Linked DNA regions of Mus musculus: regions 1, 2, 3, 5 and 6 are each linked to region 4. The links are chromatin contacts, called in public HiChIP or PLAC-seq and promoter capture Hi-C maps. All regions are on one chromosome and are shown on one strand. Each heading gives the region's core, a stretch centred on a gene start, on an enhancer-like site or on the middle of the called end of the contact. The rest is flanking DNA. Distances are from core to core; before and after follow the strand shown.

The links. Promoter capture Hi-C pulls out the DNA fragments that hold promoters and counts their contacts. HiChIP or PLAC-seq counts read pairs in DNA pulled down with a chosen protein or histone mark.
Region 1: a promoter capture Hi-C map of erythroid cells shows a contact between it and region 4, with 6 times the contacts expected there. The contact joins the promoter of Zfp426 here to the promoter of Cdc37 in region 4. A contact is called at or near these places in 5 of 39 promoter capture datasets (3T3-L1-derived adipocytes, erythroid cells, liver and 2 more).
Region 2: an HNF4G HiChIP or PLAC-seq map of pancreatic cancer cells shows a contact between it and region 4. The contact joins the promoter of Dock6 here to the promoter of Cdc37 in region 4. A contact is called at or near these places in 3 of 39 promoter capture datasets (liver and pre-B cells), 1 of 115 datasets of contacts at active chromatin or transcription factors (pancreatic cancer cells) and 1 of 9 other capture datasets (adipose tissue).
Region 3: a promoter capture Hi-C map of liver shows a contact between it and region 4, with 4 times the contacts expected there. The contact joins the promoter of Angptl8 here to the promoter of Cdc37 in region 4. A contact is called at or near these places in 3 of 39 promoter capture datasets (liver and pre-B cells).
Region 5: a promoter capture Hi-C map of liver shows a contact between it and region 4, with 4 times the contacts expected there. The contact joins the promoter of Ccdc151 here to the promoter of Cdc37 in region 4. A contact is called at or near these places in 3 of 39 promoter capture datasets (liver and pre-B cells) and 1 of 9 other capture datasets (liver).
Region 6: a contact with region 4 is called in a promoter capture Hi-C map of erythroid cells, with 6 times the contacts expected there. The contact joins the promoter of Ldlr here to the promoter of Cdc37 in region 4. A contact is called at or near these places in 1 of 39 promoter capture datasets (erythroid cells) and 2 of 115 datasets of contacts at active chromatin or transcription factors (bone marrow-derived dendritic cells and pancreatic cancer cells).

The regions. Positions count from the first base shown.
Region 1 is chr9:20,490,859-20,495,196 of GRCm38.p6, forward strand. Zfp426 (zinc finger protein 426) reads right to left here and starts at 1,888. Exons shown (of 9, transcript NM_001110309.1): 1 at 1,840-1,888; 2 at 1,528-1,593. It overlaps Zfp266 (zinc finger protein 266), which reads right to left. Exons shown (of 9, transcript NM_001082485.1): 9 at 4,210-4,338.
Region 2 is chr9:21,850,974-21,855,660 of GRCm38.p6, forward strand. It overlaps Dock6 (dedicator of cytokinesis 6), which reads right to left and starts at 1,662. Exons shown (of 50, transcript NM_177030.3): 1 at 1,572-1,662. The coding sequence starts at 1,615.
Region 3 is chr9:21,832,853-21,837,253 of GRCm38.p6, forward strand. Angptl8 (angiopoietin-like 8) reads left to right here and starts at 2,658. Exons shown (of 4, transcript NM_001080940.1): 1 at 2,658-2,962; 2 at 3,064-3,225; 3 at 3,991-4,100; 4 at 4,208-4,401. The coding sequence starts at 2,666. The coding sequence ends at 4,235. It overlaps Dock6 (dedicator of cytokinesis 6), which reads right to left. Exons shown (of 50, transcript NM_177030.3): 15 at 672-789; 16 at 512-582; 17 at 183-321; 18 at 1-93.
Region 4 is chr9:21,147,204-21,151,948 of GRCm38.p6, forward strand. Cdc37 (cell division cycle 37) reads right to left here and starts at 2,731. Exons shown (of 8, transcript NM_001378796.1): 1 at 2,553-2,731. The coding sequence starts at 2,654. Gm35977 (a long non-coding RNA gene) reads left to right here and starts at 2,765. Exons shown (of 4, transcript XR_870568.3): 1 at 2,765-2,943.
Region 5 is chr9:22,000,367-22,004,968 of GRCm38.p6, forward strand. Ccdc151 (coiled-coil domain containing 151) reads right to left here and starts at 2,268. Exons shown (of 13, transcript NM_029939.3): 1 at 1,880-2,268. The coding sequence starts at 2,108. Prkcsh (protein kinase C substrate 80K-H) reads left to right here and starts at 2,622. Exons shown (of 18, transcript NM_008925.2): 1 at 2,622-2,722; 2 at 3,033-3,171; 3 at 3,311-3,427; 4 at 4,132-4,227; 5 at 4,325-4,382. The coding sequence starts at 3,093.
Region 6 is chr9:21,720,948-21,725,080 of GRCm38.p6, forward strand. Ldlr (low density lipoprotein receptor) reads left to right here and starts at 2,629. Exons shown (of 18, transcript NM_010700.3): 1 at 2,629-2,897. The coding sequence starts at 2,831. Gm26511 (a long non-coding RNA gene) reads right to left here and starts at 2,409. Exons shown (of 4, transcript XR_001779098.2): 1 at 894-2,409; 2 at 260-384.

The sequences.
Region 1 (4,338 bases), core at 638-3,137, 660 kb before region 4:
ATCCTCAGCCAGTTCTTGATTTCCTTCTTTTCTTTTGTAAAGACAAGATCATGTGGTTCAGGCTGGCCTACAACCTACTATGTGACCGAGGCTGACCCTGAACTCCTAATGCTCCAGCTTCTATCCGCAGAGAGCTGGGATCAAAATCAAGTGAGCTACTGCACTCAGTTTATGTGGTACTAGGAACTGAACCTAGGGGTCTGTGGATAACACACAAACACTCTATCAACTGAGCTGAATACCCAAATAACTCTATTCTTTAATTTTCTTGATTGAATCTAATAATATTTTGCTTTCAGTAAGACAATGTCCTAATCTAGGTGGTACATTACCAAGTATTTAACAGTCAAGTGTTGTATCTATTATTGTTTATTCGGAGATAGGGGTATAACTATGCAGACTGGACTGGCCTGAAACTATGTAACTATCCTGGCATAGAAATCATGTTCTGGGGCTGGAGAGATGGCTCAGTGGTTAAGAGCACTGGCTGCTTTTCCAGAGGTCCTGAGTTCATATCCCAGCAACCACATGGTGGCTCACAACCATCTACAATGAGATCTGATGCCCTCTTCTGGTGTGTCTGAAGACAGTGACAGTGTGGTCACATATATAAAATAAATAAATCTAAAAAAAGAAAGAAAGAAAAGAAAAGAAATCATGTTCCTATTGCTCCAACTCCTGAGATCACTGCTATGTGCTACCATGTTGCCCTTTATTTTCAGTTTACATCTTAGCAAACAAGTCACCATACAATATATCTTGCTGGGGAAAGAGTAGACACGGACTGCTGCAAGAGGTGACTGCAGCATAACAGATACTGGACCATCAAATATGCTAGTACGTCTAAGTTTTTTTTAAAAAGAGAAATGGGGGGGGGGGGATTGTTGGGGAGAGAACACTAATTTATCAATCTTCTTAATAGTTAATTCTATGATTTTTAATAATCTAGCTTTCCACATTTCTTCTGTGAGCTCCAAGCAGTTTAGTGATGAACAGATCTAAGAACGAAGAGAAAAGTATGTGTATCACGCACAAGGCCCTGAATGGACCACTAGCACAGAGAGATAAAGGGATGAGGAAACAAACACAGGCCTAGGAACTTTGGAGGTGGAAAAAAGCTCACTATTATTGTTTGTTAGGTTTTTGCTTGTTTGTTTTTTAATAAATACAGTATTTCACCACGTAGCACTGGTTGGCCTGGAACTCATTTTGTACACCAGACTAGCCAAGAACTCACAGAAATCCTTTTGCCACCTGTGTGCCGTGAGTAAAGGCTTGCCCGCTAGGTTTTTATGAATGGGCTGGAGGTCTACCAATGTTTATATTCTCTCAAGAAAGACGTACATTCGAAGTAACTAAGAAATTTGTCTCTGTATCTGAAACTAATGGTCAAAATAAAACACGCACTCACTAAATAAAGTACAATCTAACAATATGAATTAAGTTCTCACCCCGACATTCGTCTCTAATATTTTTTTAAAAGGGAATACGGCTTTTTCCAAAAGCGACCTTTCACTGAGTGCTCACCAGAGGCGCTGAAATCGCAAGGTGTATGGCGCTGATCACTCCAACTACTCCGGCAAAATTTCATTTCTGAGGAGAAAAATAAAAGAGCCTTTCGCACAGAATTTGCTTGGGCGGCTTTTGAAGAGCAGCATCGTAGCCGCAGCCATCGCCAGGCCCGCCCTCTGGGCACTTCCCCAGCCTGGCGACTGACAGCCAGAGAGGACTCAGGCTTGGCCGCGCCCGGAGGCGCCGTGGCAAGCGGAGCAGAGCTCTGCACTCTCGTTCTCTATCTCCCCCTCCGCCTCCAGGTAGTCCTTGTACCGCAGAACTCACGAATGCCAGGCAACTCCGCAACTCTTCAGTGCAGATAAGAGCCGGAAGAGACGGGCGCGGGCATGACGTCACTTCCGCTCGCGCTCGGTCTGCTGCAGAGCCAGGCCCGGGAGTCTACCTCGGTTGAATTCCTGTCAGATTTCTAGTTTCTCCGCAGTGTCAGGGCGGAGGGGCTGTAAGGGCTTCACCGCGGGAGCTGGAGGCCGACGCTGGTCTCCAGGACAAGACAGAATTAGAATCCAGGCTGTGAGCCGGGCAACGGTGGTGCCAGGACCAGTAAGTCCTTTAACCACAGGGTTTCTTGTGGGTACCCAGCGTCCGCTCAGGAAATTTTTTTGCCTGCCATCGCTGCATTCTTAGAACCCTTGCTTTCTAGTGCACCCTAGTCCAGTAGGAAACAGAAGGCAGTCTCGCTTCCGTAATCATCTAGACCTCTCAAGATGTTGAAATTGTATTTCGTAGGCTGCGACCATAAAGGGTGCTTCAACAGATTTACCCTACCTAAGCCCATTCCACCAGCCTCAGGAGCCCAATGGAAATAACTGGGTTTCTGACTGAGAATCCTGAAGTAGTTACTGGGTGGGTCTTGAACTCGTCTTAACCGCGTATCTGCATCTTTCCCAGCAACTGTTTTCCCAAGTCCCCGGTTCTATTGAATGCCCTAAGCAAACAGTAAGCTCAAATCCGGGTTTTTGTCATCTCAAGTCACAGGAAAAATGCCCAGTCACTCAGATTCGACACTCCTGGTTACTGATGGTCCCTAATAACATGAATGAAGAGCCAGTTTAACCACGCAACAGTTGAGAGGCTGAAAACTGTAATGTTACTAGGCTGAATTCTGCTGACATCTGTTGGTCAATGCGAGTCAAAGAGAAATGAAGCTATAATCACTTTCTGACGAAAGTAAAAGCATTTATGGCCCTGATCTATTACAGGATGCAAGATCAGTTTGTCAAGAGACCCATTTACCCTCTCTGCCATGAACTTGCTCAACCAGGGGCTTGCGTTGCTTCAGAAACAATATGCCAGTATGACTTCTCAGTGAAAAGGCAGACTTTCTTACTGCACACTTAGAGCTCAAGGAAAAGCTCTTTACTAAAGCACATGGCCAAATATGAGTTGACCTCAAATGTAATTATATATACCTTAGAGTTAGGCATTTTACACACACTCATCCTTAAAACCTCTAGGTCCCAGCCCCTGATTAGACTTTGAACAATTTAAGAGACAGGAGACTACAAGTCTAGCCACTTGGTCAGATGGGTTATTTACACAAAAATATTGCCAAGATTATTTAAGTACACCAGTGTTGTTCTTTTCAAATAGATCTGACCCAGGGTCATGTTGCCCAGCTGGCAAAAAAAAAAAAAAATTTTTTTTAAAGAAAGGAACTGGGGTGTGGGCTGGAGAGATGGTTCAGCGGTTAAGAGCACTAACTGCTTGTCTTAGTGTCAGGGTTTCTATTCCTGCACAAACATCATGACCAAGAAGCAAGTTGGGGAGGGAAGGGTTTCAGCTTACAATTCCACACTGGACTGGAACTCAAGCAGGTCAGGAAGCAGGAGCTGATGCAGAGGCCATGGAGGGATGTTTCTTACTGGCTTGCTTCCACTGGCTTGCTCAGCTTGCTTTCTTATAGAACCCAAGACTATCAGCCCAGAGATGGCACCACCCACAAGGGGCCTTTCCCCCTTGATCACTAATTGAGAAAATGCCTTACAAGTGGATCTCATGGAGGCATTTCCCCAACTGAAGCTCCTTTCTCTGTGATAACTCCAGCCTGTGTCAAGTTGACACAAAACTAGCCAGTACACTGCTCTTCCGAAGGTCTTGAGTTCAAATTCCAGCAACCACACGGTTGCTCACAACAATCCGTAATGAGATCTGACGCCCTCTTCTGGGGTGTCTGAAGACAGCTACAGTGTACTTACATATAATAAATAAATCTTAAACAAAAAAACTGAGAACATTATGGCACACCAGGACTCAACATCCATTGTGAAAGTGATCTGTGCCCTTGAGCTGCATGTTAGAGATATGTTCTTTGGGGACTGGACTAATGGTTGTTCAATCCTAGTGAACAGACATTTACATCCTAGCACCATGGATTTATCTCTAATAGGCCTGAGTAGCACACTACTTTGGGGTATTGAGGAACAGCACTCCTTCAGCTAAATCCTACTTTGTATGATTTAATGTCTCCTTAGCAAATCCTCTATGACATTAATTCTGCTACTTTGAATTTCTTCAATGTCAGTGTAGTAGTGCACTTGCTTCTGGGTCTCTGACTTTGTGATGCTCAGGAGATTAATGATGGCAACCTGTATGCAAACTGTCTAGTCCACTCAGAAAGAAACAACATTAACACACTTTATTTTAAAACTGGATTTAATGTTTTAGAATAGCAACTAAATAGTAAATGGAGTACATAAATTTCAAGCACTGGGTAAAATTTTCAGTGAAAACATTACAGAAAAGGTACATGCAACAAATACAGAA
Region 2 (4,687 bases), core at 412-2,911, 700 kb after region 4:
TATAACAGGGAGCAGAGACAAGAGGATCCCCAGGGCCAGTTCCCTGACCAGTTTATCTGGAGCTCCAGATCCCAGTTGAGTGAGCCTGCCTCAAAAATGAAAATAGAGGGAGGCTGGCAAGATGGCTCAGGAGCAACTTGCTGCTGAGCCTCCTGAGTATAATCCCAGGAAACCAAGTGGAAAGAAAAGGCTCCTTCCTACAAGCATCCTGTCACACACACACACACACACACACACACAACGAGAGTGGTATACACATGTACACACAGTAAGTGAATGCTAGGATAGGGTGAGAACCTTTCTCAAAATAAAGCAAACACAAAAGCAAGGTGCTGTAGATGTGGTTACCATGGAAACTGAGTGTGGCAGGGGGGGCCAGGAGTTCATGGCCGGTCTTGGCTACATAGTGCATCTGAGGTCAGCATGGGCTACGTGACCCCATCCCAGACTAACAAAACACAACAAAGTAAAACCAAGACTCCATTCAGTTGCAGGTTCATCTGGGGTTGTGGGAGAACTCAATAGGTAGGTGAATGTGCAGAAGCATCTATTTATCTACCAGGCTGCTTGGGAAATCTTGGGCTCCCTCACTACATCAAGGCCCAGGATCATTCTGCACATCTTTCCCACCTGAGCTAAAGGCATAAGGACTTAGGAGGCAAGACAACAAACAGAAAACTGCCCAACTGCTCTGCCCCAGATCACAACCCTCCTCTATCCAGAACTCTCTGTGGCTCTCACTTCACTTGGGGTCACAGTCAAAGTCCTTCTGGCCTACAAGGCGTAGGCCCTATAAAATCTATTCCTATTGGTCCCTCTGTGGCCCCAGGGCCTTTGCATTTGCTTCTTTCCTGGATGATGGGCAGATCTCTTCCTTCGCTCCTTTAGGTCTGTGCTTAACTCTACCTGGCCTACCATTGAGACCCTATCCTCCCTTTCCTGTCTTATGCATCCACACCATACCACGGACACATCTATGTTTGTCCCACCAGAGCGAAATCCAAGAATGGGGCAACTTTCTTGTGTCTCCATCAGGGTGGGACCCACAGAGTGGCTTCTCTCACCTAAGGTGGTCAGACAGGTCTCCAGAGGATCGGATACCTGGGATGATTTACCTGGGATGATTTCTAACCTACCCCAGATTTGAGCCTCTCTCACAATCCAGTGTCCATGGAAGGGGATCCCCCAGCATCTGTTGCCTGTCCCTCCCCTGTCTGCCCACCAGCTGGTTCAGTCCCCAGCCCCCTCGGCCCCCTCCCACGCCCAGCCGGTGCTGGGAGAGGCTGGGGCAGGAGACTGAGGGGCTATCCCCAGCTGTCCCCAGCTCCAGACAGCTGGGTCCCGGGACCCTGGGCGGGGGAGGGGTGCGAATTTCCCCAGGCTGGTGAAGGGAAGGACGGCAAGAGGGTCCGAATGCAGCCTAGCACTCTCGGAGCCCGGCCCGCACGGACCCGGGATGCGCTTCCTCCTCCGGGAAGTCCTCGGGGAGCCCGGCACGCCCCCGCTGCCCGCCATCTCCAGCACTCGCCCGTCCCGCCCAGAGTGGCCGTGACCGCGGCCGCTCTCACTACCTGTTGATCTTGTGAGCGAAGGCGCGGCGCTCCGAGGCCGCCATGACGCCCCGCGTCCCGCCGCAGCCTCCCGAGTCTGGGCAGCCGGGCTGGGCGGAGCAGGCGCGCGGGAGAGGCGGGGCCTGTGCTGATGGGGCGGGGCCTGCACTTCGACCCGCCCCAGCCGCGGAACCAAGACGGGAATGACGCGGGGTCTTCTCGGGGCGTGGTGGCGAGGCCGGGCCAACTCTAGGATGGGGAGGAGCCTTCTCTGGAGGGGGCGGGGCTTTCCCTAGATAGGGCGGAGCCTTTTCTGGGATGCCGTGGGGCCAGCATTGAGAGTGGGACAGAAATACTGGGGATGGGGAGGAGACAGCGCTGACAGGAGGATGGAGCAGGCTGTGATCTGGGATGTCGCTGCTCTAGGATAGGGACCGGGACAAGGCTGGAGAGATGAGGATCTTTGTGGGCGTGGCTTATGAGGGACGGTCCTTGATGGGCGGGACGTTGTGAGTGGCTCATCTCTGCGATGGGCTAGGGAGCTGGGGACCAGGCAGAGCAGGGCATGGGGTGGGTGTGGAGCAGGGGCAGGGCATGGAAGGGAGTGTTCCCCTCCCACTGGGGTCAAGATGGGGAAACTGAGTCTTCTGTTGGGCTGGGAAGAAAAAATACGGAACATCAAAACCTGTTAGGTCAGCCGGGCAGTGGTGGCTCATGCCTTTAATCCCAGCACTTAGGAGGCAGAGGCAGGCTAATTTCTGAGTTCGAGGCCAGCCTGGTCTACAGAGTGAGTTCCAAGACAGCCAGGGCTACACAGAGAAACCCTGTCTCGAAAAAACAACACAAAACAAAACAAACAAACAAACAAAAAAGTTAGGTCCTCACTAGTCCCGGAGGCACGCTGCCTAAAAAACAACATCAATGTCACACAATAATTACTAAGGTTTTGTTTATAGTCGCTCAATGGACATAGGTGGGAAGAACTGTTGTTTTCCACTACTGACAAGTGGGTTAACTGAAGCCTAGCAGTGTGGAGGCTTTTACATAGTAGGCCTCAAAAGGTGCTCAAGGGACTTCCTGCCAGTCTCTGGGTTGCAGTAGAGAGGTGGATGAGTCCAGCTAAGCTCAGGGGTGTCACTCTAGGAGGTGTGACTCAGAAAGCCAGTATCGATACCTGAGCGAGCCAGTCCGGAAGTTTCTGATTACCTGAAGTTGTAGGATGTCTTCATTAATTTGTGGCCTTAAATATCTTCCCAACAGCTCCTTTCCCAATAACAGTTTCCTAGAATTTTTTCAGTCCTGGCTCATCTTTGGATATGCCAATTGTCTGCTGCCTCCACACCTTCTCCTGAGTAGCTTCAGCCCTCTGAGCAGTCACGGTCAAAACAGTCTTGGTAGGGTAGGCAGCTGTGCAGCACAGGACATGTCTGCCTCAGAGCTTTTTTGAGTGCTGCTCGTTATCCCACCTATGGATGGATGCTAGCAGGAGCCCCATCTACAGAGGATGAAATTGGAGCCAGAGGGCAGGGTGACTTGCCCCAGTTGCCCAGCAAATCTGTATCAGCTTCTGAAGGCACAGGAAGGAGACCTAGATGGTAGGGGAACCCCCTAGGTATCCATCTGCTCTTGATCTGTGTACACAGCTGTCAGGAGCCCACGCACCTACTCAGCGTGGTCCAGTGGCTTCTGCCTGGGAGATGCAGAATATAACTCCACCCACGACTGTGCTGGGCCACACTCAGTGTTACTCAGGTCCCTGCCTCTTCCTCTGAGGCCAGGTAGGGAACATGGAGCTGGATCCTTCCTGATGCTTCCATTGTGCACTGTCTTGGCGGCATCTGTGTCTCACCTATCCTTCCTTGTGCAGAGCCTCCGTGGCCCACCTCACTTGGGTCATAGTCCATCCCTCCAGGCCTTGCATAAACTGCCCTGTTACCACTCTGTCCTCATAGCCTCCCTCTTGGACTTCAGCCCAACTGTCCTCCTGCTTCCGACCCCTAAATATTCCTTTGAAACACTAGGATGTGGCCTACGCTTATTCCAGGACCTTTCACTGACTGTGGGTTCATCCCCTACCCTCTGCTTGTGAGTGCTAGCTAGCATGCTCTCTTTTACTTGAGAAACCCCAAGACTTGCCCTACTTACATAATGTATCCATGTCAGATTTAAAATGTATCCATATCAGAGTTAAGGTCTGGACTCAATGTATCTGTGTCAGATTAAAAATTGGACACAAAGAGCTTGATGCACACCCCCAAAAGAAAGATGTTGGGTTCCAATCCAGGCCTGGCTGTGTGACCTATAGATCAATTTCTCAACCTCTCGGAGCCTTGATTTTTCTCTTCTGCTCAGTGAGGGCTTCTGGTGAGTCACAGCACAACGCATGAATCTGTGTAGGGGGAGCAGGCCTCCAGAGCCCTGATTCCCTGGAGAAGCTAATAGGAGCCTAACCCCAGCCAGGGGACTTTCAGAGTGGCGCTGGTTTCAGAAAGGGTGGTTTCAAAGATCCCTTCGGGTTAAGATCGTGCCCAGCACCACCCAGGTCCCTGCCAGACCCGATTGTCAAGGCCACACCTCTGCATGGCACTGCCATGTCTGACTCAGCTGGGCGGGGTAGGGGTGCTCCTGCAGCTGCTCAGATTGGAGAGACTTTGGCCTCCACATGATGAGGTGTAGGTAGGGCTGGTACACCTGGGCAGAGGAGACTACCTTGCTTCCTTCTGGGAGACATGATCAGGACTGGATGTAGATGGGGCTGACAGGGAGGTAAGAAGGGGGTGGGTCCGCTGCCTTGTAGGCTAGTTCACTGTCTGTGTGAGAAAAGAGGGGTTGGAGACCTTCTGCTGGGCGTGGCAGGACACACACATCTAACTCCAGCACTTGGTAGGAGGAAGCAGGAGGATCTGGAGTTTAAGGCCAGCCTTGGCTATCTATTGAGGGATTTGAAGCCAGCCTGGGCTACCTGAGGCCCTGTCTTAAACAGAAGGAAAAGTTTTCCCTCCATTCATGCTGCTGTGCAATGCTGCTCCCTTTCCTGGAACACCGCTCCATTCACTGAGACATCAATAATTGGATTCTCCACATCTCTGGGGTGCCTAAGACCTGGGGCACAGCTGCTGCTAAAATGTCTAATTCTG
Region 3 (4,401 bases), core at 1,408-3,907, 690 kb after region 4:
CAGGACCGAGTAGCTGGGTGGAGGCTGGTCCACGGACACGGGCAGGCAGAAGGGACCAGTCCTCAGGCGGCCATGTTGTAACAGAGGGATCCACTGGGAAGGCAAGGAATGAATGAGGGTCAGGAGTGGCTGCAGACCTGGGGGATGGGGCAGGGAGGAAGCTCTGGGTAACTGTGGCTCACAGTGAAGCCCACAGGCGTCTCCAAGGCTGTTCCTGGCCGGGGCTGGCAGCTGACATGGTAGAAGGTAAAAAAGAGGTGATGGTTCTCGGTCACGCAGGCAGGAAGTCGTAGCTTGAATTCCTCGTAGAATTCAGGAGACCTGGTAAGACAAGGCCAGGGTCCGGGGGCCAGCTAAAGAAGGGATCTTACGGGATGACTCCCTGCCTCAACTTACCTCATCTGCATACTGAAACTTAAGCCTCTGCTCTTCCTGCTTCATGCATATACTCTCCCTACACTCGGCCACCCGACCCCCTCAGCCCATGTCTCCGGCCCCCAGCCCTGCATACTTGTTGTGATAGACCACTGGTGTGAAGGCCTCTCGGGTGAATTCGCTGCAGCTAGATTTCCCAAAGATGACCTGTGGGAGTGGGGACATGAGGGACCCACTGGGGAAAACCTATCCCTGCTCCATCCCCCGTCCCTCCAGGGCAAGGTCACTGCACTGACCGGCAAGGCCTGGCTCTGGTCTTCACCGGCCATGTACTGGATCCGCACAGCCAGGTTGCGCACAGAGCCCTGGCGACTGCTGAAATTGAGGCTGTGTGGGTACACGAAGAGCAGGTTCCTGGAAAAGGAGGGGTGGAGGGACGGAGGACCCTTTAGAGGGCTGGTGACACACAGTCATGGGAGAGATGGACATGAAGCACATGCATGGAAAACAGGGTGGGCTGTGACCCCAGGTGACACAGACAGTGGGTGGAACCTCTGTATGCACACATCTAGCTAGATTCAGGGAGCTACAAGGCCAGGCACAGATGGGTGCTGAGAGTCAGAGGTGTTTTTGTTTTTGTTTTGTTTTTCTAATTCAAGGTCATCCTGGTCTACATAGCAAGTTCTAGGTCAGCCAAAGCTACATAGGGAAATCTTCTCTCAGCAAAACCAAAACAACTAATACCCGAGACAGGGTCTCATCTTGCTCAGGGCAGATCTGAGTTTGCTATTTAGCCTAGAAGGACTTTAAGGTCTTAACTTCCTGTCTCCACCTCCAGAGTGCTGGGGTGACAGGCATATCAGGTACTGGGGGTGGAACCCAGGGCTTTGTGCACACTAGGCAAGTACTCTACCACCTGAGCCCTGGCTCCAGCCCCCGAGGGCCAGAGGTCTGGAGAAGTGGCTCAGCAGTTAAGGGTACGCACTGCTCTTTGAGAGGATCCAAGTTCAGTTCACAGCACCCACTTCAGTCAGCTCCAGGGGGACCTGATGCCTCTGGCCTCTTTGGACATCTCTGTTCAACCCTGCCCCCCAACAATAAATAAATAATTAAAAACATAAGGTGGTCCCACCAGTAGCCAGGTGGCAGACTGGCCTCCCGCAGCCCACACTACCACCTTATTGGCTCCCTGGAGTTATCTATAGGGTCTGTCTTTCAGATACAAAGAGAACCGGAACCTGGTCTTGCCTCTTCTCCCCAGCTGTAAGTGCACAAGCCCCAACCCTGTAGGCCCCCTTAAGCTGTGTGATGGAGGCATCTGGCCTGCTAGCTCAGCCTCTGAAGCTCTGTACCAACAACCAGTAACAGCGAGTCTCCACACAGAACAGTGAGTGGGTCTCTGTGACAGAGTCCTGTGACTCTCGGTGTCAAGCTCATCGCGAATGACTAACTTCACGGCCATTTTCTGTGGTGCTAGCGATGGAATGCTGAGTGCCCCGAAAGCCTTCTACCTCTGAGCATCACCTCAGCTCTTGTTTTCTTGCCATAAGAGAGGATCTAGTTCTGTAGCCCAGGCTGGCCTTGAACTCATGTTCCTCCTACCGCAACCTCAGAGTGTAACGTTCTATTTGCAAGGGAAGCAAGGCTGTTCCTTTGAGTGCGCAAAGTGGATGTTCAACAAATGCTTAGTACTACTTGTGGGACGCCTAGGTAGAGAAAATGGGTTGCAGTACTTGCCCTGTGTGTTCTAGGAAGTTAAATCGAAGTTAGCACAGATCATAAACCATGCGGGGAGTCAGGCTCCATGATCTCAGAAGGAGGATGTCTGTCATGTCACTTTTTCGCCCCTCCTCCACAGCTATTGGCCACACCCAGTGACCCCTGCATTAGCTGTCTGCAGGAAGGAGACAAGGCTGGAGCCCCTGGATGGCCCTTTGGGTGGCCCAGCAATACTGGGCCTGCTGTGTTGGATGTGAAGGGAGCCACGTTCTACACTTAGATGGGAAACTGAGGCTCAAGGCAGTGATATGCTCATACAGACACTGGCGCTGAGAGCTCTGGTCTGAGCTTGCCCACTACCTCCAACCCCCACACACAGCTGGCCCTGAGTTCTAGCAGCGTGATATCAGCATGGCCTGCTTAGCCATCAGTCTGATGCAATGGCTGAGCCTCCGCCAGGCCCTTGTGCAACCATGGCCGGTTAACCATTGACCAGGGGGGTCAATGGCAGCCTATGGAAATAAAAGGCAGCCGCAGCGGCCCGGGAACCACACCCACGAAACTGTCAGCCATGGCTGTGCTTGCTCTCTGCCTCCTGTGGACCTTAGCATCAGCAGTGCGACCCGCTCCAGTGGCCCCTCTGGGTGGTCCAGAGCCAGCTCAATATGAAGAGCTGACCCTGCTCTTTCACGGGGCCCTGCAGCTAGGCCAGGCCCTCAATGGCGTGTACAGAGCCACAGAGGCTCGCCTGACAGAAGCTGGGCACAGCCTGGGCCTCTATGACAGAGCACTGGAATTCCTGGGGACAGAAGTCAGGCAGGGCCAGGATGCCACACAGGAGCTTCGCACCAGCCTGTCGGAGATTCAGGTGAGCACTGGAGCTGGGTGTTGGTGGCAGGTAAGAGTCTGAGGAAATGGTAAACCCAGAACAGAGGAAACATACCCTGATGACACACCATCCTTGAGCAGGTGGAAGAGGACGCTTTACACCTTCGAGCTGAAGCCACAGCCCGATCACTGGGGGAAGTGGCCCGGGCCCAGCAGGCTCTGCGGGACACTGTACGGAGACTACAAGTGCAGCTGAGAGGCGCCTGGCTCGGTCAAGCCCACCAAGAATTTGAGACCTTAAAGGTAAGGGACTCCCAGGTCTGAGAGGGGTATAGCCTGCTTCTCAGAAAGAGGCCACCACTGAATCCTGGGCTAGAGGACCCTCCAGTTGTATATGGGGTTCCAGCCTCAGTGACCTTCTGGAAGTGACCTTTGCAAGTAAGGGCAAGAAGCAGGCACAGCTGTGGTTCTAGAACTCCAGAGGCAGGGGCAGGAGAAATAGAAGGTTAAAGGCAGCCTTGGCTACAAAGTTAGGCCAGCTGACTACATGGTGATACCTTGTCTCAAAGAGAACAAGAGAAAGAACAATCCTAGCACTGGGAATAAAGGCAGGTGTGTGTGTGTGTGTGTGTGTGTGTGTGTGTGGGTGTGTGTGGGTGTGTGTGTGTGTGGAGTCCAAGGTGATTTCTGGCTAGGTAGACATCCGGGTTAAGCTTGGGGTACATGAAGCCCTGTCTCAAAATATGTAAATGAATGAATGAGTAAGGGACCAACAAGGTAGTTAGTTCAGCAGGTAAAGGCTGCCAAGCCCATGACCTGAGATGGATTCCCAGGACCCACGCAGTCCTGGTGCTATGTATCAAGAAACCAATCAATATTGTTTGATGTGCATCTACAAACTATACAGAGCAAGTCCCATTTTAGATATACTTTACAAACAGGGAAACTGAGGCCAGAGGGTCTTGGACATTTGCTGGGCCCCATGGATGGTAACAGAGAAACTTGCAGTGGTCAGGAGATGGGAGGTGACCCAGATCTCCCAGCTAAGGTTTATATACTACCCCACAGGCTCGAGCTGATAAGCAGAGCCACCTCTTATGGGCTCTCACTGGCCACGTGCAGCGACAGCAGCGGGAGATGGCAGAGCAGCAACAGTGGCTGCGACAGATCCAGCAGAGGTGAGCCTGGTGGGATTACTCTGGGGTAGCAGTGGAAGTTGCCTAGGTCCACTGAAGGGCACCTCCCCGAAGCACTGGCCTTGACGGGGCTCTACCTCCCTCCCTAGACTCCACACAGCAGCCCTCCCAGCCTGAGACTACCTGGATGCCACCGAGGACCAGTTGTGCTGCAAGGAACACTGAAGCGCTCCACCAGGCCCATGAACAGGGCTGACAGAGCCGGCTGCCCATCAGCTGGACCTGGCCAGTGCACCCCGCTTCCTGGCAGAGCGGAGACAGAAGCAAGCAGGCGGGATGGAAG
Region 4 (4,745 bases), core at 1,481-3,980:
GACTGGGAGCCGAATGCTGGATTTGGGGAGGATGGGGAAGGACTTTCTAGGAGTAATGAGAAGTTTTCCCCAAGAAGGTGAGATGCAAAATTCCTAAATGGAAAGTACCTGCCCTCAGCTTGAGAGTATAACAAGCACAGGGGCCAATGAGAGGACTCAGTGGGAAAAGGCCTGCTACCAAGCCTGATGACTTGAGTTTGATCCCAAGAACCCACATGTAAGGAGAAAGTGGACTCTATCAAGTTATCCTTTGACTGCCACAAGGATACCTCGGCACACATACATAAGAATTAACACACACAAAAAAATTAAGATGTAACTTAAACAAAGAGTATAAGACACACAGGTATATGGGTATAGAAGTTTTAATTTGGGGAGCAGGTTAGGCCATTGTCTCTTTACTGCTGCGACAGAGTTGGAACCCAGTACCTCTTGCACGCTAGAGAAGTACTCTACCACTGAACCACACATCCAGGCCACCCTCACATCTTGGTAGTATGCTACAGGCCTGCAGGTAATGATGGCACAAGGGAGGGGCAAGAGCATGGCTTGCTCACACTTGGGGTTCTAAGGTCTCAATCTGGGGCGTCTGTTTTGGAGAGATGTAAAACTGCAGAGGACTGTATTTTATTTGCTTGGTGGTTGACAGGATCCCCTGTAGCCTGTGCCAGCCTCACACTTACCGTGGCTGACGACTTTGAACTTCTGACCCTCCTGCTTCCCTCTCCCCAGTGCTCAGACTACAGGCCTGCCCCACCATGGCTAGTTTTTAAGCAGTGCTAGAGATGGAGCCCAAGGCAATGCCATACAACTGAACTCCAGCCCATTTGGTTTTTGATATTGTCTCATGTAGTCCAGGCTAGCCTAGAATTTGCCCTATATCGAGGACTGACTCTGAATCCCAGATCCTCCTTCCTCGTCCTCCTCCTAAGACCTGAGTTTACAGGTGTGCTACCATGCTCAGAAAGTAAGGTTATGTGGGAACATTATCTGGGAGGTCCAGAGTTAACTAGGATGCTCTGAACCCTGGAGAGAGACAGATGAAGCTGGAGGGAACGGGCAGGTAGGACAGGACAGGCTTGGTTTTCTGGGTTGGTGAGCTGTCTTTTCTTTCTCTTCCTCCCCTCCCCCCTCTCTTTATCCTACCCGACTCCCGGCCCCATCCCTCCAGACAGGGTTTCTCTGTGTAGCCCTAGCTAGCTGTAGAACTCTCTGTAGACCAGGTTGGCCTTGAACTCACAGGCCTGCCTGCCTCTGCCCCCTGAGAGCTAGGATTAAAAATGTGTGTCATCATCATCTGGCTCCTGGTTTGGTGAATTTTCAAAGATGGCTACAGTTCATATAGGAGCCAAGGTGGGAAGGAGAGGGTCTACTTACTATACTAGAAGGAGCAGAGGTTCTAACAGGAAGTTAGGTGGGTGGGGTTTCCTGGAGTAACAGGAAATAAGAGTCTACAGGAGGTGAGAATAAGGAGAGCCACTGGAACTGAATGATGGGCAAGAGTGGAGATGGAGGTCAAATACAGAGGATAAGGGGGCTCTACAGGTATGTCCCATGTGGGACTCAAGTCTATAACCCAGGGAAAGGGATCCTGGACTGGGGAATCCCAGCTGCAAGCTAAGATTGACAGTTAAATTAAGGGCTCATTTAGTTTGGAAGTTGGGGGGGGAGGGGGTCGTCTCTGGGCCTTTAATAGAAATTCATGCCTAAGATCCTGGGAAATAGATGCCATAGTCAGAAGTTTTGTGGCTCCAGACTCTAAGTAGTGAGGAGAGGCAGAAGGGAGACGTGCAATATGAAGTGGGTGCGTGGCTGGGCTATGAGATCACCTAACAGAACCTGGGGTCCAGACTCTGAGGAAGAACAGAAGGTTCTGCACAGGATAGTGGGGACCCTACACACAAGGGTCAGCTTGGGGATGGGGAGAGGCAAGACTCTGACTAAAGTATTACCAACTGATAAAATGGCTCAGAGTGTAAAGGTGCTTGTGGCAACGTGGGGCGACTGGAGTTCCACAGCCAGTTCCAACATGGTGAAAAGAGAGGCCCAACTTCTACAAGTTATCCTGTGATCACCATAGGCATGCTGTGCCACGTGCACACGGGAACACACACAATAAATAAACTTACAAACAGAAGAGAACCATAGCACAGAGAGAACGCCTGGAGATACAGGTCAAGAATTACGGTGAAGAAGCCAGGAGTCCTGGGATGGAATTAAAAAGTCCGGCCCTGCATGAAGGCACATGTCTCTAATCCCAGTACTGGGAAGGCAGAGGCAGGAGGATCACTGTGAGTTAGAAACCAGCCTGTTCTACACAGCAAGTTCTAGGCCAGGGAAGGTTACACAGTGAAATTTTGTTTCAAAAAAAAAAAAAAAGAAAAAGAAAAGAAAAGAAAGAGAAAAGTCTAGATTGTGGAGCAGGCGGCTCCAGATGTCAATAACTAAGGTCTCCCCCGCCCCCACGCCAGGTGGCCTGGGGAAGAGGTCAGAACTCTAGAGCGGGGGGTCCCGGGAGTGGGGGGGAAGGGGATGAGCGCGCACAGCCCCACCTGGTGCCGCCAGCGGAAGAGGCTGGCAGTGTCTATGTTGGGGTGCGTCTCGTCCTCATCGTCCGACACCTCGATGTGATCCCAAACGCTGTAGTCCACCATCTTCGCTTCGGAGGCCCGGACTGGCTCCCGGGGCTCCACACGGCCGGGCGCTGAACAGGGACCCACAAGGGCTAGAGAGTCCGCTCGGCGAGCCCCGCCCCTTCCGCTTCCGCCCAGGGCGCCGCGCAGGACGGCCCCGCCCCAGCGTCGGCGCGGGACGTTACGTCCTTAGCAACGGGAGTCGGCGGCATTGGCAACCGGAGGTCTTCTTTAAAGGGCCAGGAGTATGTGGTGAGGCCTTCTGGAAGTTCCCGCCGAAACCAGACTGACCATCCTTTAGAAACAAAAGGTTAGTCGCGTTGGGCGTGGTGGCCCACGGTAATCCAAGTACGCTAGAGGCAAAAGCAGGTGGCTCTCCAGGAGTTCTAGTCCAGCCAGGGCTACATATTGACACTGTCAAAAAGTCAAAATTGGCTGGGCGGTAGTGGCGCTATGCCAGTACTCCGGAGGCAGAGGCCGGCGGATCGAGGCCAGCCTAGCCTACAGAGTAATTTTAGGGACGGTCAGGGTTGTTATACAAACAACACTCTAAAAAAAAAAAGTCAACATTGCATACACTAGCAAGATTTTATCGAAAGGACCCAGATGTAGCTGTCTCTTGTGAGACTATGCCGGGGCCTAGCAAACACAGAAGTGGATGCTCACAGCCAGCTAATGGATGGATCACAGGGCTCCCAATAGAGGAGCTAGAGAAAGTACCCAAGGAGCTAAAGGGATCTGCAACCCTATAGGTGGAACAACATTATGAACTAACCAGTACCCCGGAGCTCTTGATTCTAGCTGCATATGTATCAAAAGATGGCCTAGTCGGCCATCACTGGAAAGAGAGGCCCATTGGACACGCAAACTTTATATGCCCCAGTACAGGGGAACGCCAGGGCCAAAAAGGGGGAGTGGGTGGGTAGGGGAGTGGGGGTGGGTGGGTATGGGGGACTTTTGGTATAGCATTGGAAATGTAAATGAGCTAAATACCTAATAAAAAATGGAAAAAAAAAAGTCAAAATTGAGGCTGGAAAGTTGGCTCAATAGTTTGGAGACTGGCTGGTCTTCCAGAGCACCCGGATTCTGTTCCCAACACCTACATGGCCACTCACACCCATCTGTAAGTCCAACCCAGGATATATATATTATGTCCCCATTTGGCCTTTGACTACACCAGGCATGCATGTGGTGGACAGATATACTTGCAGACAAAACATTAATATACAATTTGTTTTTTTTAATCATGTTTGCCCTTAATTCCCACCCCACCCCCACCCCCACCAGAGTCTCACTGTATATAAGACAGCTCTGGCTGTCTTGGAATTCACTATGTAGACCAGGCTGACTTCAAACTAACAGATCTTTCTACCTCTTCTCCCCAGTGCTGGGGCTAAAGGTGTGCCCCACTACACCAGATCTGCCCTTAAATTTTAAAAAATATTTATTTGTTTGTTTGTTTGTTTGTTTGTTTTGAGACAGAATTACTCTGTGTAGCCTTGGCTGTCCTGGAACTCACTCTATAGACCAGAATAGCCTAGAACTCAGAGCTCTGACTGCCTCTGCCTCTGAAGATTAAATGCTGGGACTAAAGGCATATAGCAGGACCACCTGGCTAAATAAATAAGTAAATAAATAAAATTTTAAATTACATCTTAGGGGCTGAAGCGACCACTCAGTAGTTAAGAGCACTGGCTGCTCTTTCAAAGGACCCAGGTTCAATTCCCAGCACCCATATAGCAACTCACATTTGTCTGTAACTGCAGCTCCAGAAGGGTTGATACTCACACCGACATATATGCAGACACAATACACATAAAATAAATAAGTCAGGGTTTTTTTTCTGTTCTCCCCAACACCCTACCCCCAGAGAGGGATTCTTAGTGTAACCAGCTGTCCTGGACTTGCTTTGTAGACCAGGCTGGCCTCAAACTCAGAGATCCGCCTGCTTCTGCCTCTCAAGTGCTAGTATTAAAGGTGTGCACCACCATGTTCAGCTAAATAAGGAGGTTTTTAAAATGACATTTTATTAATTTTGTATGTGTTTGTACACATGTGAACATCAAAACAACTTTCTGGAGTCAGTTTTGTTCCACCATGTGAATCCCACTG
Region 5 (4,602 bases), core at 1,018-3,517, 850 kb after region 4:
GCTGTAGATCATGCCTCGTCTGTATGAGGCCCTGAGTGTGATCTTGAGCAATGAGCAGAACAAAATGAATAAGCAATCCGGTGTGGAGGCGCGACTTCAGCCTCAACACTCAGAAGACCTTGGCAGGCAGGTTTCTAAATTCAAGGCCAGCCAAGCCTACAAATCAAGTTCCAGGGCAGCCAAGGCTACCTTCAGAGACCTTGTCTCCAAACAAACAAACAGAACCAACAACATTGTCTCTCCAGCCCCTAACTTTCTTTTATTATGGGATAAAAATATCAATCTCTAGCATCCTATAAATCAGGTAGCATGCTTGATCATACCTTTTTCTCTTAGCATGAGAAAGGTAAAGGCAGGAGGATCAGAAATTCAAGGTCCCAGGAGACTAAACTCAGGTCATCAGGCTTGGTAGCAATGTCCTCATTTGATGAGACATCTTGCCGACCTACATTTCCTTGTTCTTTCCTCTCTTTCCTCTCTTTCTTTTTTTTCAGACAGAGTCTTACTCTGTAGCCCAGGTTAGCTTTTAACTCACTAGATACTCAATACTGTCCTCAAACGAATGCCAATCATCCAACCGTAGCCTCCCAAGTGTTCAATACAGACATGGGCCACCATGTCTAATTTACAGTATTTTTATTTTTTATGTATTTATTTATTTTCATTTTTTTTTTGAGACAGGGTTTCTCTTTGTAGCCCTAGCTGTCCTGGAACTCACTCTATAGACAAGGTTGGCCTTGAACTCAGAGATCTGCCTGCCTCTGCCTCCTGCATGCTGAGTACTGAGAAAAAAGACGTATGTCACCACTATCAGGTTTAAGATTTCTTCTTAATAATATGAGCAAAATCACAGTAGGCTTTTCCAAACTGTGGCATAAGCAATATTTGGTCTTGATAATTCTTTGCTGTGGGGGCTGTATTAGGCCTAATAACATGTAAAGCCTTCTCCTCGCCTATGCCTAATAAACTGGAGTAGTACCCTCCTGCATTCAGCAAAATGATAAAAAAGTCTGCAGACATTGCTAAATAGTCTCTGGGAAGGGCAGCATTATCTCCTCCCCCTCCAGGGAAGCCACTAGTTTTTACTTTCTACTACTTAACAATGCACTATATGAGCATTTTATGAATGTCAAGTACTACCTGTGCAGTTACTATGCCCATTTTACAGGTGGAAAAACTGAGTACAATTAGATGACTCTAAGTTCCCCAAGATCAAACAACTTTTATGCAGAGCAAGGATTCAGACCCCAGAGAAACAAACTCTCTTTGGGCTGAAGATATAACTCAGCAAAGTGCTTGAGTAGCATGAATAGAGCCCTGGGTTCCAGCCTCAGCACCGCATGATGCCCGCATGGTGGCACATGCCAATCACCCAAAAAGGTGGAGCTAGGTCTCCTTTGAGTTCAAGCTAGCCTGGGCCACATGAGGCTAACTCTCAAAAATAATTTAATAAATAAATAAAATTTGGGTGGGAGGGATAATGGCTCAGTGGTTAAGGACATTTGCTGCTCCTGCAGAGCGAGGAAGGTTGTTAGTCTCAAGCACCCACATTGGTCAGCTCATAAACACCTGTAACTCTAGCTCCAAGGGATCCAATGCCTTCTCCTGGCATCTGAGAGTACTGCACTCTGCCCACAGAAACGCAAAACAGAACAATAAATAAAGAAAAACAAACTCTAGAATCTGTGCTTTTCACTCACCCATATGCACATTAGAAGAGGTAATAGTACAAAGAAATGGGAAAGAAAGATAAGATTTGAGTGTTTGTTTCAAGTTGGTCACATAGACTCGTGCTGGAGAAACACATAGCGCCTACTCAGAAGACCTGGTGGGCACGGTTGATCCCGGATCCTTCGGTGCAGTCTGCAGCCATACTTACCTAACAGTTGGATTTTTCTTTGTAACTCAAGCACCTGTGCGTGCACAGAAGACTTCATTGCATGGAAGGAGGTTGCTGACTTGGGATGATGTGCAGGCCAGGCCTGTGCCCGGCCCATAGACTTGCTTCGGTGAACCTTACTGCCTTTGGCTTTGGAAGAGGGCGCTGGAGCTTGCTCCGGGCTAGTCACCGTGGTGGTCGCGGCTGCCCAGCACAGGGGGGACGTCATGGTGATCGGGTTAAGGTCGGGAAGCCTCTAAGGGGTAGGAGAATAACTACAAGTTGGCCTCTATAATCCAGGATCCTAAACGCTGGTTCCCTAGGCTCTGGGAATGCACTTCTGCTAACTGCCTGGCTGCGGGCCTCTTAGCATCTCCCGGTTGCTAAGTAACTTCCTCCCCCCGCCCACGTTCCCAAGGAAACCGCCCGCGTTACACTCCACTGCTCTTATTGGCTGACTCGGTTCGGAGGGGCGGTCCCACAAAGAGGCCCAGCGAAAGAGAGGCGCGAGCGTAGCGGTCACGTGACGCCTGCGTGTTCGCTGGCAGTGGCCAGTAACCCGCCACTCCCAAGATGGAGGCACGTTACGCCGCCATTAAGCGCTACACTTCCGATCTGTTCTAAGGTTAGGTCTTCATGTTCCTACTCAAGATGGCCGCCTCAGCGCCCGCACACGCACTCTTGCCACTCCTAACATGGCGTCCCGGAGTTGCCGTTCGCCAAGAGGGATGAGCAAAACGGAAGTGACGTATCCGGAGCGTTCCGTTCTCTTATTCTACTGCAGGAACCGTGGCTGCTGAGCTAACCTGGTGTGGTGGCTATTGACCTTTGCCTCTACCTCGCGTAGGTGATGAAGTAGCGATGGGAGGAAGGCACCCTAGTTTCTTATAGGTTGCAGCAGGGTGGGTGGTGTGGAGGGATCGTAAATCCTTTGAACCTTTGGCGGGAGTTGCCCATTTCACCTCTTTACCGAGAGACCTATGGTTTTGAGTTCACTTTGAGACTCTTCCACTGGCTCGGGGCGGAGAGACGCCCCTTGCCCTTGCACTTCCAACTCCGATTGTGCCCTCCTTTTCCGGAAGCAGTGGTGAGGCCGGTCTTGGGTAAGCTGCCTTCTCCCAATGATTAGATGCTTCTTCATTCTTTCCTACAGTGAGAGGCCATCGCGTATCTTCCTGCCGCATAACACACTTCCGGTCTCGGCCCGGACGGGATGCTGCTGCTGCTGCTACTACTACTACCCCTCTGTTGGGCTGTAGAAGTTAAGAGACCCCGGGGCGTTTCCCTCAGCAGTGAGTCTCTTCTTTGTGCATCGGGAGGGGCGTTTCAGCCTTTTTCCTCCGTTTCCCGTAGCATTTCAGCTGGTGAGTGAGTGGGACAGAGGTAATATTTATTTAAGATCTGAGCAGAGCTTCTTGTTTCCCTCACCAGACCATCACTTCTATGAAGAATCTAAACCTTTCACCTGTTTGGACGGCACAGCCACCATCCCATTCGATCAGGTGAACGACGACTACTGCGACTGTAAGGACGGTTCAGATGAGCCTGGTGAGCGTTTGCATTTGCCCATCGCCCATTAAATGAGCCTGCTAAGCGCAGATGCCCCAAAGAACTTGGATCTCACTCTCCTGTTGCTTCCTGCTCAGTGAGCAGAAGCAGGCACAGAAACAAGATCCCTGTTGGCTTGGATTAGCTGAGGGGCAGTGTTTGTAGGTGCCAGTCCTGGTTTCCATTCCCTATCAAAGGAACAAATGTCCAGGTGTATGACCAAGTCAGCAAATGTCATTGCAGGAACCATGAATGGCATTCAGGAGGAGGTGAGGTTTCGAGTCAGGAAGAGCCAACAGAAGACCCTCTCAGAAGTGGGAGGAGGAGGGAAACTGAATGGCCTTCTAGGGATTGATGAAGGCAAAGAGGAGTGGAGGGGAGTTGCCTGGCCTTTTTGAAGGGCCTCCGGAGAAGCTGGGGAATACTGGAGGATTGTGTTGCTGGCCCCTGAAGATACAGTTTCTTCTTGGTTGTGCTTTAGTTTATTTTTGTTCTGGAGACACAGTCTCTGGTGGCCCAGCCTGGCCTTGAGCACACAGTGTAGCTGAGAATGACCTGGACCACGGGTTATCCTGTGATCACCACCAGAGTGCTGGGATTACAGACGTGCACCACCACACCCGAGTTACACTTACTTTGCTGGAGCCCCCCACAAACAAATGTGGCGTGGGGAACACGCATCAAACTTTTTTTTTTTCCTGTAGGCACAGCTGCTTGTCCCAATGGCAGCTTTCACTGCACCAACACTGGGTACAAGCCCTTGTACATCCTCTCCAGCCGGGTCAATGATGGGGTATGTGGTAAGTGCAGTGCGGGTCCTCCCAGGATCTGGGGAAGGTCGGGCCAGCCAGGGGGAGACCTCACCCACTCTGCTCTTGGCCCTTACCTTTGCTTCAGACTGCTGTGATGGCACAGACGAGTACAACAGCGGCACGGTCTGCGAGAACACCTGCAGGTGGGTGGGGCCCCTACCTGGAAGTCAGGCTGCTTCCCTGTCCGCTTACTTTTTCACCTCGCCTTTGCCTTTTAAGATTGTCACTTACTGAGTGTGGCGGCACAGGTCTGCAGGCCCAGCACTAGGGAGGCAGGTTTACTTTTATGTTATGTGCGTGTGAGAGGGGTAGCATCTGCTGAGGTCAGGGGAGGGCGTGTGACCCCCTGGAGCTGGAGTTAGA
Region 6 (4,133 bases), core at 1,379-3,878, 570 kb after region 4:
GCGTGGGGTGTTTTCAGTAACTGGCTTAGTATATTATCTCTGTTGGTGAATAGTCAAGGCTGGGTTAAGCCATTTTTTTATGGCTAGAGGCTATTGCCCAGTACAGCCTGATTCAATTCCTCATGACCTGAGGCCATTGCCCAACCGCAGGGACTGGCAGAGGCTTGGAGATATCACAGGCAGGTGTGGATCTGGGCAAACTGGCCAGGGACAAGCTGGCCAGAGCAGAGTGCTGCAGAGAAGCAGCACCCAGACCTACCTCATGGAAGGCCCCGGCCACTGTGACCAGCTCAGCACACAGCTTGACTTCAGGGAAGAGATTCCTTCCTGGTGACTCTAAGGAGGCCCAGTGGGGAGGGCAAGGCAGAGGAGGGGGAGTCCCAGCTGTTCAGGAGACAGAGAAAGGGGATCACTGAGCCCAGGAGTTACAGGTTATTTATAGTGAGTCTCCTGTTGCCAAGCCAGGGAGCTGCCATGTGTGAACTGCCATGTGTGGCAGGCTGGGACGGAGACCCACTCAGGAGAAAACGGACTTCTGTAAGCTGTTAGCTGACCCCCAGCACTCATGGGCATGTGTGTACACACACAAAATTCAGTAATACCATGAGTTTTAATTAGGTGAGAGGCAACCAAGGAGGACACCTGACGTTGAACTCTGGCCTACATATACGTGTGAGCACACGCATAAGCGCCTCAAAACTCAAGGGAGAAAAAGAACCAAGCTGTTCGGGCGGTGGCACATGTCTTTGACAGGCAGATGGATCTCTCTGAGTTTGAGGCCAGCCTGGCCTACATAGTGGGTTCCAGGACAGCCAGAGCCATGTAATAGAGAGACCCTGTCTCAAAAACAAACAAACAAACAAACAAACAAAAACCGAGAGAAATCAACTCACAAAAGCAGCTTTTTACACCTTTCTGTCTTCTGGCTTCTACTATCTGTGTAGCTGAGGCTATCCTCATGGTCCTCCTGCCTCCCTCGGGGAGTGCTGAGACCACAGATTGTGACAACAGGCTTGGTTTACGTGATGCTGGGGACGAAGCCAGGTACCCTACCAACCCAATGCAGTGTGTCCCGTTCTCTCTCCTGTCTCACGGTTCAGCTTCTGGTAGTTTGTTTTGCATTATGTATTATTTACTTTTTTATTACTGCCTGTGACACATCACAATATGAATGTGCAGGTCACAGGGACGAGTTCTCTCCTCTCATGTGGGTCCTCGGATTTGAACTCACATCAGGTCAGTCCTGGCTGCATGCACTAAGCCAACACACTAGCCCTGGTTTGTTCTGCAGGGAGCTAGGCAGGGACAGAATCTGAGTCCCTTTTAGAAAATCCCTAAGCCTTTGATTCATCAAAACTTCTCTATCCATGGCAGACAGCCTTCTGGTTTAGCCATCCAGTGTCAAGAGGGGAAAAAGGCCACATGTGGTTGGTTTTGCTTCGAGGGAAGAGATGCCCTTCTGTGTGTTCAACTCCTTGTAACAGGATAAAGCGGTACCAGCAGGTGCCTAAGGAAATAAACCAAAAATCAACATTTCTGTCAACACAGGAAGGAACCCATTGATTCTCAGATGAATTATTTAAAATAATTTCAACTTTAGCTTTGAAACAGGGTCTCTTGACAGGTGGTAGTGGGGTGGTAGTAAACACTCAACATTTAATCCCAGCACTCAGGAGTTAGAGGCAGGCAGATCTCTGAGTTCTAGGCCAGCCTGGTCTACAGAGTCCAGGACAACCAGGGCTACACAGAGAAACCTTGTCTTGAAAAACAAAACAAACAGAAACAGAAACAAAACAAAAGAAGAAAAGGAAAGAAAAGAAAGAAAGAAGGAAAGAAGAGGAGGAGGAAACAGAATCTGTGTAGCCCAGGCTAGTCTGGAACTTGCTGTCCAGACCAGTTTGGACTTTGCTCACAGAGATCTGCCTGCCTTCTTCCTAGTTTCAGTGTTACCATATCTTGCTATGGAATTCTTCCATTAATAATTATAATTATTCTAACTACTGGGTCCTACCCCCCAAACCAAGTAATGTTTCTTCTTTCTAATTAATTAATTAGTACAGGGGAGTGTGTGTGGAAGTTAGAGGACAATTTGCTGGAGTTGGTTCTGGTTCTCTCTCCTTCCAGTATGTGGATCCCTGGGATCAAACTCAGGTCTTCAGGCTTGCACCCTCACCCACTGAGCCAACTCGCTCACCCGCACACGCCGCCGCGTTTTATATACATTTCTCGCTGAGTGTTTGTGTTTATGGACGGATCCAGATAAAACCTGCAACTGTACTTGGGTCAGAAATCTATGTGCCCATTCCTAGACAGGAAAGCAAACTTGCTGCAAGAAGTGTAGGGGTCGGGGGTGGGAGGGGGCTTCGCATACTTCTGTTTTGCTTTGGAGGTGGAAAGGAAAGCGTCAGAAGGCGACCCAGGGTGTGGAAGGGCGTGGGTCGTCCCTTGAACACTCAAACAGCAACGCGGGCGGCTAAGTGTCCGGGAAGCGGTGAAATTCTGTGGGAGGAATTTGAGGAACTTCCCACTGCTGCGGGAGCTTCAGGGGTTAAAAGAGACGATGTCACATCGGCCGTTCCAAGCTCCTCCCCGCTCAGTGAGGTGAAGATTTTTGAAAATCACCCCATTGCAGACTCCTCCCCCGCCTGGAAACCTCGCCCCTAGTACTGGGAATGACTCTGGGCGTGCGGCGTAGTTTGCAGCCGGGACACCGTGAGGCTTGCGAGCCCAGATTCGCAGCCGAGACACCGTGGGGCCCGCGATCCAGTGTTTGCAGCGGGAACATTTCGGGGTCTGTGATCCGAGTGAGGACGCAACGCAGAAGCTAAGGATGAGCACCGCGGATCTGATGCGTCGCTGGGTCATCGCCCTGCTCCTGGCTGCTGCCGGAGTTGCAGGTAAGGCTTTGCGCCAGGAGCCTGCCCGGGGTCAGGGGCAGCCGTCCTGAACTCGGAGAGCCCCGAGTGGTTTTATTTTTGGTCGAGAAATACAACCATTCGTGCGAACTTGATGTGATGTCCTTCCCACGTGGCTGGAGGGAAGTGTTTTGGAAATAGGGTGCCAGAGCTGTAGGGGGTCAGAGTGGGTTTGGGGAGTCCGGTGGGTGCTCTCCCAAGTCAGAGGTGTCTTTCAGAGCTATGTGTGAGGGAATCCAAGAGGAGGGGTCCCATCATTCGTTTTAAGGGCTGGGGAGACCCAGGCCCAGCTGTTCAACTTTGGGGTCGCTAGTCGTAGTTACAGGACTTGGGGGTCTCCACACTGCACTCAAACCCGGCTACTGCCGCGTGCCCCAAAACTCCGCCCTAACCCCACCTCCCACCGCACCCCCGAGCTCCTATTGGGTGCAGCCGGAACAGGCGAGCCTCGAGCCACTCCCCTCGCCCAATGGAGGAAGAGGATGATGTTCAGGGGCGTGGCTTGCACGACCCTCCCGGGTGGGGTGGGGCTACACATCCGGGCCGGCTGGGTCCTCCTTGTGAGCCTTCAGTCCCTACCTTGTCCCTACTTCCCTGGTTTGGTGCAGATGTGCCTCAGGCAACCCAGACACCCGTAGCTGAGACCATCAGGCAGGGAGGGCCAGGGACCTGGCAAAGACTTTTGCAGGCCTGGTTCGTTCCCACTCTCTGAACGTGTAGGATTGGACAGATCCATAAAGTGGACTTTAGTTTTAGGAGAGGCGTTGGAATTTGGACAGGAAGGGAGATGGTGTTACAATCTCACCAACAACTTCTTTGCAGCACTGGGAAAAGTGCTCCACCTCTCCCTCACTTTATAGACAGGGTCTCATGTAGCCTAGGCTGGCCTATAAGTCACTGTGTAGTCTCTAGCCCCTAATTCTCCTGCCTCAGCTCGGGAGTGTTGGGATGACAGGCATGTGCCACCATGCCTGGATTTGGGGACACCATGGATAGAACCAGGGTCCATGAATGCCTGGGTTACTGCTTTTCTTGCAGTCAGCCTGGCTGGCCAAGAACATTTTAATTGCTTTTTCCTCCTCAGAACCAGCTTCGGTTCTGACCCCACAGGAGCTTGGCAGGAGTGCCCTTCAGTTAGCTGTGAGTAGCTGTCAACTGGACAATCCCTGGGGATGCTTCCTTGAGACAGCCTGGCTGAGCTGGGCATCCTGGGGCACA